2 separate regions of the Gossypium arboreum genome follow, and region 1 is linked to region 2. Evidence: chromatin contacts called from public Hi-C data. All regions are on one chromosome and are shown on one strand. Each heading gives the region's core, a stretch centred on a gene start, on an enhancer-like site or on the middle of the called end of the contact. The rest is flanking DNA. Distances are from core to core; before and after follow the strand shown.

Region 1 (3,583 bases), core at 240-2,739, 550 kb after region 2:
TAATAACACTTTAAAATAAGGAAGAAGAAAACTCCCTTTTTTTTTCAAGTATGAATACATATATATACAACCTATATCCTTGTTATGGAACTTGACATGTGTCACAATCTTTCAGAATTGTCCTTATTTTAGTCTACGACCCTTGAGAAGAACATAAAGGATCATCCAATAAATTTATTTATACCAAACTCATCTACTCAATTGATCCCTAACTAGAATGTTTACAACGTAACTAGCACAATAATTTCAACCAAACTTGGCGTACAATATCTTTGGTGTTAACCCAACTTGCAATTTCTTCAATACTTTTACCGAGCTCTTTCTCTTTACAACTCAACACATTTTAAGGTCATTATTTACCTAATATATCAAATTTTTTTATGCGCCCATTCTATAGGCCTAAAAGAAACTATTGGGGGGATAGAACTACGCCACATATATTACTCTCAGTCTATGCGCCAAAACTTAAGACCCGCCAAAATAGGGATGCTACAGTTTATATAGAAACCAAAGATAAGAAAGTGATGAAAGTACTGTAGACAAAGGAAAGAAAGTGATAAAAGTGTGAAAGGAATAGAAAAGTAGCAAAGGGAGTGAAATCTAGCTAAAAAGAGTGTGCTGAAAGTGATCGTGTGGAAAGTGTTCGTGAGTGGCTTACCGAATCACATTGCATCAACACGGTAAGATGGAAAAGTATGAATTTCAATTTATGGACAATAATGTGGCATGTACTTATATAAGGAAGGTGTTAAATAGATAGTAAAATGCCTTGAAAACAAGTTCTGTTGAAGTGGGAATGTCTTGAAGATTGTATGGTTAATGATTAGTGATTGAACATGGATGAGTTACATGATGTTTTGAAGGATGTATTGAGGTATTTTAAAGATAATAATGGAACTTAAGTAATATATTAATATTGAAATGTGACATCTTTTGCTCGAGTTATTGATTTGACTCGTGTAAGAGATGTTACAATTGTTGATTCTATAAGAGTAGGGCCAAGTTGTATATCGAATCACATCCTAGTAGAGCACTATATGGTCTTACATTATACGATACCTATTTAGTGAAAGCCATATCAAGCTCCTCTGTATAACCCTCTTCGTTTTTAAGAAAACTCCAAGCACTTAACACACCGTTGAAACCCTACCTAACTTTTTACATCTTCTTTAATAGATTTTCGTGTACTAGTGTGAACCACATCCAACTATCGTCTCAACCTTGTTTAGTGCTTCTCGACACACCTTTGCGAACCATGTTCAACTATTGTCTAAATGTTGCATTGACAAAACTATTGCCATAACATTAAAAAAATTATTAATATAAGCCACTTACAAAGCTAAGCTCTTAATCTAAGTAATTAATATTTAAATTTTAATAGTAAAATGTTACTTAAAAATTAAATATAAAACCGCTTTTAAGTTTTGCATTAGTGCAAGCAGATTCTTTCCCACTTAAAATATATTTATATGAGTAGCACTCAGATAGTGGAGGCCCAATTAGAGATCCGAGTTCTCATATTAATCTAAACAAAGGGCCCAAATTCCTATGGTAAACCTGTCATTTAAGACAATCCCCTCCGCCGGTCTAGGGTTTTCTTTTATCTTCTTACACTGTTTTACTCTTTATACACTTCGGCTCCACTGCAAGAAAAATCTAGAGATCCGTCGACAATGGTAGGAGTTTTCGAAGTAGGCGCCGTTCCGTTTAATCCTGACGGCTGGGGTCCGCCCGACTCCACCACCGCCACCGCGCCGTCCACCACCACCACTCTCCCTCTTCACGTTCCTTTCGCTCCCTTCTCCCGCTCTGAAAAACTCGGCCGAATCGCCGACTTCACCCGATCTTTTGCAAATGCCAATCCATCTAACCGCCCTTCTTCAGGGAAGCCTGGCGCAGCCTCCTCAGAGTCCCCCTTCGATTTCTCGCTCGACCTCGATACTTTCCCTCTTGCAAACCCCGAAGACGATTCTTCCTTTCGTTTAGTCGACGCAAAGCCGCCTACTCGACCTAAATTTGGCCCCAAGTGGCGCTTCAACCAACACCGACCTCAACTTCCTCAACGGCGAGATGAAGAAGTTGAGGCCCGTAAAAGAGAAGCTGAAAAAGAACGAGCCCGACGTGACCGTCTTTATAATCTCAACCGATCGAACCAGAACCAGCAACGTCGTGAAGCTGCGATTTTCAAATCCTCCGTCGATATCCAACCAGAGTGGAACATGCTGGATCAAATCCCTTTCTCAACATTCTCCAAATTATCCTTTTCCGTTCCAGAACCTGAAGATTTACTTCTCTGCGGTGCTTTAGAGTATTACGATCGGTCCTTTGATCGAATTACCCCGAAGAACGAACGGAGACTCGAGAGGTTCAAGAACAGAAACTTCTTTAAAGTCACCACGACTGACGACCCGGTGATCCGAAGATTGGCAAATGAGGACAAAGCAACTGTTTTCGCCACTGATACGATTCTGGCAACGTTAATGTGTGCACCCAGGTCAGTTTATTCTTGGGACATTGTGATTCAACGTGTTGGGAATAAACTATTTTTCGACAAAAGAGATGGGTCACAGTTAGATTTGCTATCGGTCCACGAGACCTCTCAGGAGCCATTGCCTGAAGCTAAAGATGATATTAACTCTGCTTATTCATTGAGTGTTGAAGCAGCTTACATAAATCAGAATTTTTCACAGCAGGTTTTGGTTAGGGATGGGAATAAGGTTAGTTTTGATGAGCTGAACCCATTTGCCAATGAAGGTGATGAGGTGGCTTCTGTGGCATATCGGTATAGGAGGTGGAAACTTGATAATGATATGTATTTGATTGCACGGTGTGAGGTTCAGAGTGTTGTTGAGGTTAATAATCAAAAGTCTTTCCTCACTTTGAATGCGCTTAATGAGTTTGATCCCAAGTATTCTGGTGTTGATTGGAGGCAGAAGTTGGAAACACAAAGGGGGGCAGTCTTGGCTACCGAGTTGAAGAACAATGCGAATAAGTTGGCTAAATGGACTGCTCAATCAATTTTAGCTAGTGCCGATTTGATGAAATTGGGTTATGTTTCGAGGGTTCATCCTAGGGATCATTTTAACCATGTGATATTGGGTGTTGTTGGTTATAAGCCAAGGGATTTTGCTGCACAAATTAATCTGAATACTGCTAATATGTGGGGGATTGTGAAGTCCATTGTGGATTTGTGTATGAAGTTGAATGAGGGGAAATATGTGCTTGTGAAGGATCCATCAAAGCCTCAAGTTAGGATTTATGAGGTCCCAGCTGATGCTTTTGAGAATGATTACGTGGAAGAACCATTGCCAGAAGAGGAGCAGGTTCAGCCACCGACGGAGGATACTGAAGCTGGGGAGCCGAATGGCACTACAAATGATGTTGAGGCAAAAGAGACTGAGACACAAACTTAATGGTAATGGTTCCTTGGGATTTTTCTTAATATATTCCTCTGCATTTTGTGGTGTTCCACTAGACTATTATCTCAAAGACTTCCATGCAAGTTAATTTCCCTTATTCTTATGTTAGTACTTGGCATGTTGTATGGATCCAAATATTATTGAGTTAACCACAGTACCATATA
Region 2 (3,868 bases), core at 1,046-3,545:
AACTATAATTATAATTTTAATATATTCATATTAATATTATCTCTTTTACAATTATATAAGAAATTATTTACTATATAAATTTAAAAACAATCACCATATACCCCAAAAACTTTAAAATTATTTTAAATAATAGTATTTTAATGTTTTTCATTTTAAAAATACTATATTTAGTCCATTATTTCGATTCAAAAAAATTCTATATTCAGTCCATTATTTCAATTTTAGGATTCATTAACTCAAATACTACTTTCGCACTTTAAATTTTATTATATTTACTACGATATATAATTAATGATTCACAACTTTAATAGATATATGTTTTAAATATTTACAATAAGTTAAAAGAAATATTTTAAAATTTGATTATGTATATAATTATAAGTATTTGCTTTAATGATAAGTTCGGTCGATTTAACTTCTGTGACCTTATTCTGTCTTGATGAGGAAATAGAGCTCTTTTTGCACTATTAGTTTTGGCATCTTGTTTGGGTTGAGAGCTCAACTATTTGTTTTGGGGCTTTTGATGTTTGTTTGGTTTCTCGGGACTGATGTAGTTTTGTTGCCCCTAATTTTCTTGAGCAGGCCTTTTCGTCTCTCTTGTTAATGGAAGTCAGTTTTCTACCGTTCCAATAAATATAACCACTCCACCACTCTAAGCATTCCTCTATGTAGTGGTTAATTTTTTTGTTGTTGCTCAGTTGAGCAAATTCTTTTGCGGCGTTTTTCAAAAAACGGCGCTAATGCTCGATCTATAGCAGTGTTTTTCAAAAAAGTGTCAAATGCCACTAAAGCTCAACATAAAACGACGGCATTGTGCTTAATTTTTTTTGCGGTATTTTTTAAAAAACGCCGCTAATGCTAGATCTATAGCGGCATTTTTCAAAAGGCACCGCTAATGCTCGATCTATAGCGGCGATAGCAGCGTTTTTACAAAAGCACCGCCAAATGCCACTAAAGCTCTACATAAAACGACGGCGTTGTACTTAATTTTCTTGGGGCGTTTTTTAAAAAGTGCCGCTAATGATCAATCTATAGTGGCGTTTTTCATGAAACGCCGCTAATGCTCGATCTAAACGCCGCTAATGCTCGATCTATAGTGGCGTTTTTTTATCCAAACGCCGCTAAAAACTTATTTTGCTGTAGTGATTCCTAGTGTCGACAATGCGTGCCTCTAGCCTATGATTGATTAAATCCCTAATTATCTAATTAAATAATTAATTATCCTAGATTGAGTTATTCATCACCCTTAGTAAGAATACCCTTCTGGTCTCATCTACACTAAGGATTACCACCTAAGTTACCTTTCCAGTATTTTCCTAGGCATACAGATACCCTCCCGATCTCTCCGCTTGGCAAAAGTTATACACAATAGGATAACCTTTCGGTCTCACATATCTAGATATTCTATGAGGGGCGTCACTCCCTAATATACTAAGTACTCTTGAATAAACAACCAATTTCAGATAAATAATTACTTAATAAATAAATTAGTTTATTAACCGAAGTATGTGAGATATGAGTAAAGCACAACAATCTATTCTAATATTCATACAATGATTAATTGGAGAAATCAAGGAAATATAAATAAAAGAATAGAATAGAAAAGATCATGAATATATACTGAAGCGCAAATCCGGAGCAATCTCCGCTCGCAATTGTAAAAATATTAAGCTAAATTATTTTTGGTCACTTAATTAAAACAAGTTACAATTTTGTCACTGAACTAATCAAAAGTTTTTGTTTAAGCCGTTGAGTTATTAAGTTTATTTTTTACATTTCACTAACGAGCTCCAAGTAACGATTCTATTTTTTACATTTCACTAACGAGCTCCAAGTAACGATTCGATGATTGGTACGGTAGATCGATATCCAACAACTAGTAAAAGAACATACCTTAGATCCAAGTCGATCAAGGGTCAGTGTCGGAGATTGGAGAAAAAAGCTGTTTGAATTTTAGTTCGCAAATTCATGATATCCAAAGCTATTTCATGAAAAGAAAACTGAACTGTAAAATAAAAGGAAAAATAAAGCTTTCAATTGGTGCAAACAGTATGAACATAGAAAATAATATAACATCGACTTTAGCAACCCATTGACTTAAATGAAAACTTCTGAATAGTTTAGTGATTAAATTGTCACTTTTTTTAGTTTAGTAACCAAAATGAAAATTTATCCATAGTATAGTGACTAATGATAAAATTTACTCAAAAATTAATAATAAAAAGGAAGTATGAAGAAAAACGAAATGTTCTGAACATAATAGCTATGAAAACGATGTCGTATAAATTGTAACGTCGTATAATGGAATAAATTGAAATTTCCTTCCCTTTGTGAAAACAGACATTGGTCTGGCTTGCGTCGATCATCAGAGCAATTGTTTCAATCCATTTGTTCCAATTGTGTGTATCTGTCCCGCGCGACACCCAATTCTTCTCCATTTCATATCTTCCGTGGCGTTTCAATTCCTCAAGTTAGATCAAGCATTTCTCTTTTCCTTTCTTCTTCTTATCTCTGCCAAAAAAGAAATTTAAATTCTTCAGCAGATCTCATACAAAAAAGCAAAACCAAAGGTAATGGCGGGGCTGTTCGGATCGCAATCCTCTACGGTTGCACCCAGGATTGTCACCAGCACACCATCCACAGATCTCGCCTTGACTAATTTTGCTTATTGCTCCCCTTCCGATCTTCAAAGCTTCGCCGTCCCTGGCTCCAAACTCTTCCTCGCTAACGTCGGGGATGCCTTCGTTCTTACTGTTTCATATCCTTTTTTTTTTAATATTTTTAGTTAAACGCAGTTCGCACGATTTATTGTTGCATTGTTCATAATTTATTGTTTGAGTAGCATAATGTTATACTACACTATTTATATTAATTATTCTTTACTACGCTCATTTTCATGGAATTATGGAATGTAAATTCATAATTGATAATTTTGGGAGATGTAAATTTGTTAATTCTTTCAATTTATTAGAATCTCATTTTTTATTAATGAATTTTTTTTCCCCTTTATTACTAAAAAAGAAGTTGAATATTCATATTTTGAAAACATGTATTTTAGTTTTAAATGTTGCCGGGTTTATTTATTTATTTTGAACTATTCTTTTCCTTCTTTGCTGTTTTAACTTTATGGTCTAACCTTAACTAATAAATACTTCTCATGAAAGCATACGCAATGGATATATTGCTCTAAATGCTATCCATCGTCGCCTTGCAAAAGTTTCTAATGGTGACAATGTATCAGTGAGCAGGTTAGTTAACCTTACCTTTCGAAATTTGATGGTCAGATAGTGCCTAATCACTAACTGTTTTTCTATTTTCCTGTCACCTGCAGATTTATTCCCCCTGAAGATTTTAACCTTGCATTGCTTAGGGTTGAGCTAGAATTTGTGAAGAAGGGTACGAAAAATGAGCAGGTAGATTTTAATGCAGTATTTGATATATATATATATATATATTAGATGATATTAATTGCTTGGATGGCTGGGAGTAGGATTAAATGCTGTTTGCCATTGTTGTAGGTTGATGCTGTTCTTCTGGCTAACCAGCTTAGAAAGAGGTTTATCAATCAGGTAGAGCTACATGCGGTTTGCCTGTTGTAAAATGCTTGCTTTAATTTTATGGTTGCGTAGTTGGCTAATTCTTGATTCAGCTAAATTTAGATTTCTTTTCCTTAATTCTCTGTTTCATAACGAAGGCCATGTTGGAGAAAGTTTGTTTCAAATGTACATGTCAGTGTTTTTGTTGTTCTTATGTTATATCAATTCACACTTGGAAATAATTTGCTTGATGACATTACCTGTTTTCATGCTCATATCTCATGCAAATTGCTTGTTTTGTACTTCCTCTCTTTCCTCAGGCATTAACACAT

Evidence for each region. Hi-C and Micro-C count contacts between places; a contact is called where the count stands out from the background.
Region 1: a contact with region 2 is called in a Hi-C map of leaf, with 2.7 times the contacts expected there. The contact joins the promoter of LOC108486325 here to the promoter of LOC108486490 in region 2. A contact is called at or near these places in 2 of 5 Hi-C or Micro-C datasets (both in leaf).

The regions. Positions count from the first base shown.
Region 1 is chr6:46,570,123-46,573,705 of ASM2569848v2, forward strand. It overlaps LOC108486325 (eukaryotic translation initiation factor 3 subunit D-like), which reads left to right and starts at 1,490. Exons shown (of 2, transcript XM_017790321.2): 1 at 1,490-3,415. The coding sequence starts at 1,674. The coding sequence ends at 3,413.
Region 2 is chr6:46,017,225-46,021,092 of ASM2569848v2, forward strand. LOC108486490 (vesicle-fusing ATPase-like) reads left to right here and starts at 2,296. Exons shown (of 21, transcript XM_053030052.1): 1 at 2,296-2,757; 2 at 3,152-3,248; 3 at 3,332-3,413; 4 at 3,519-3,569. The coding sequence starts at 2,574.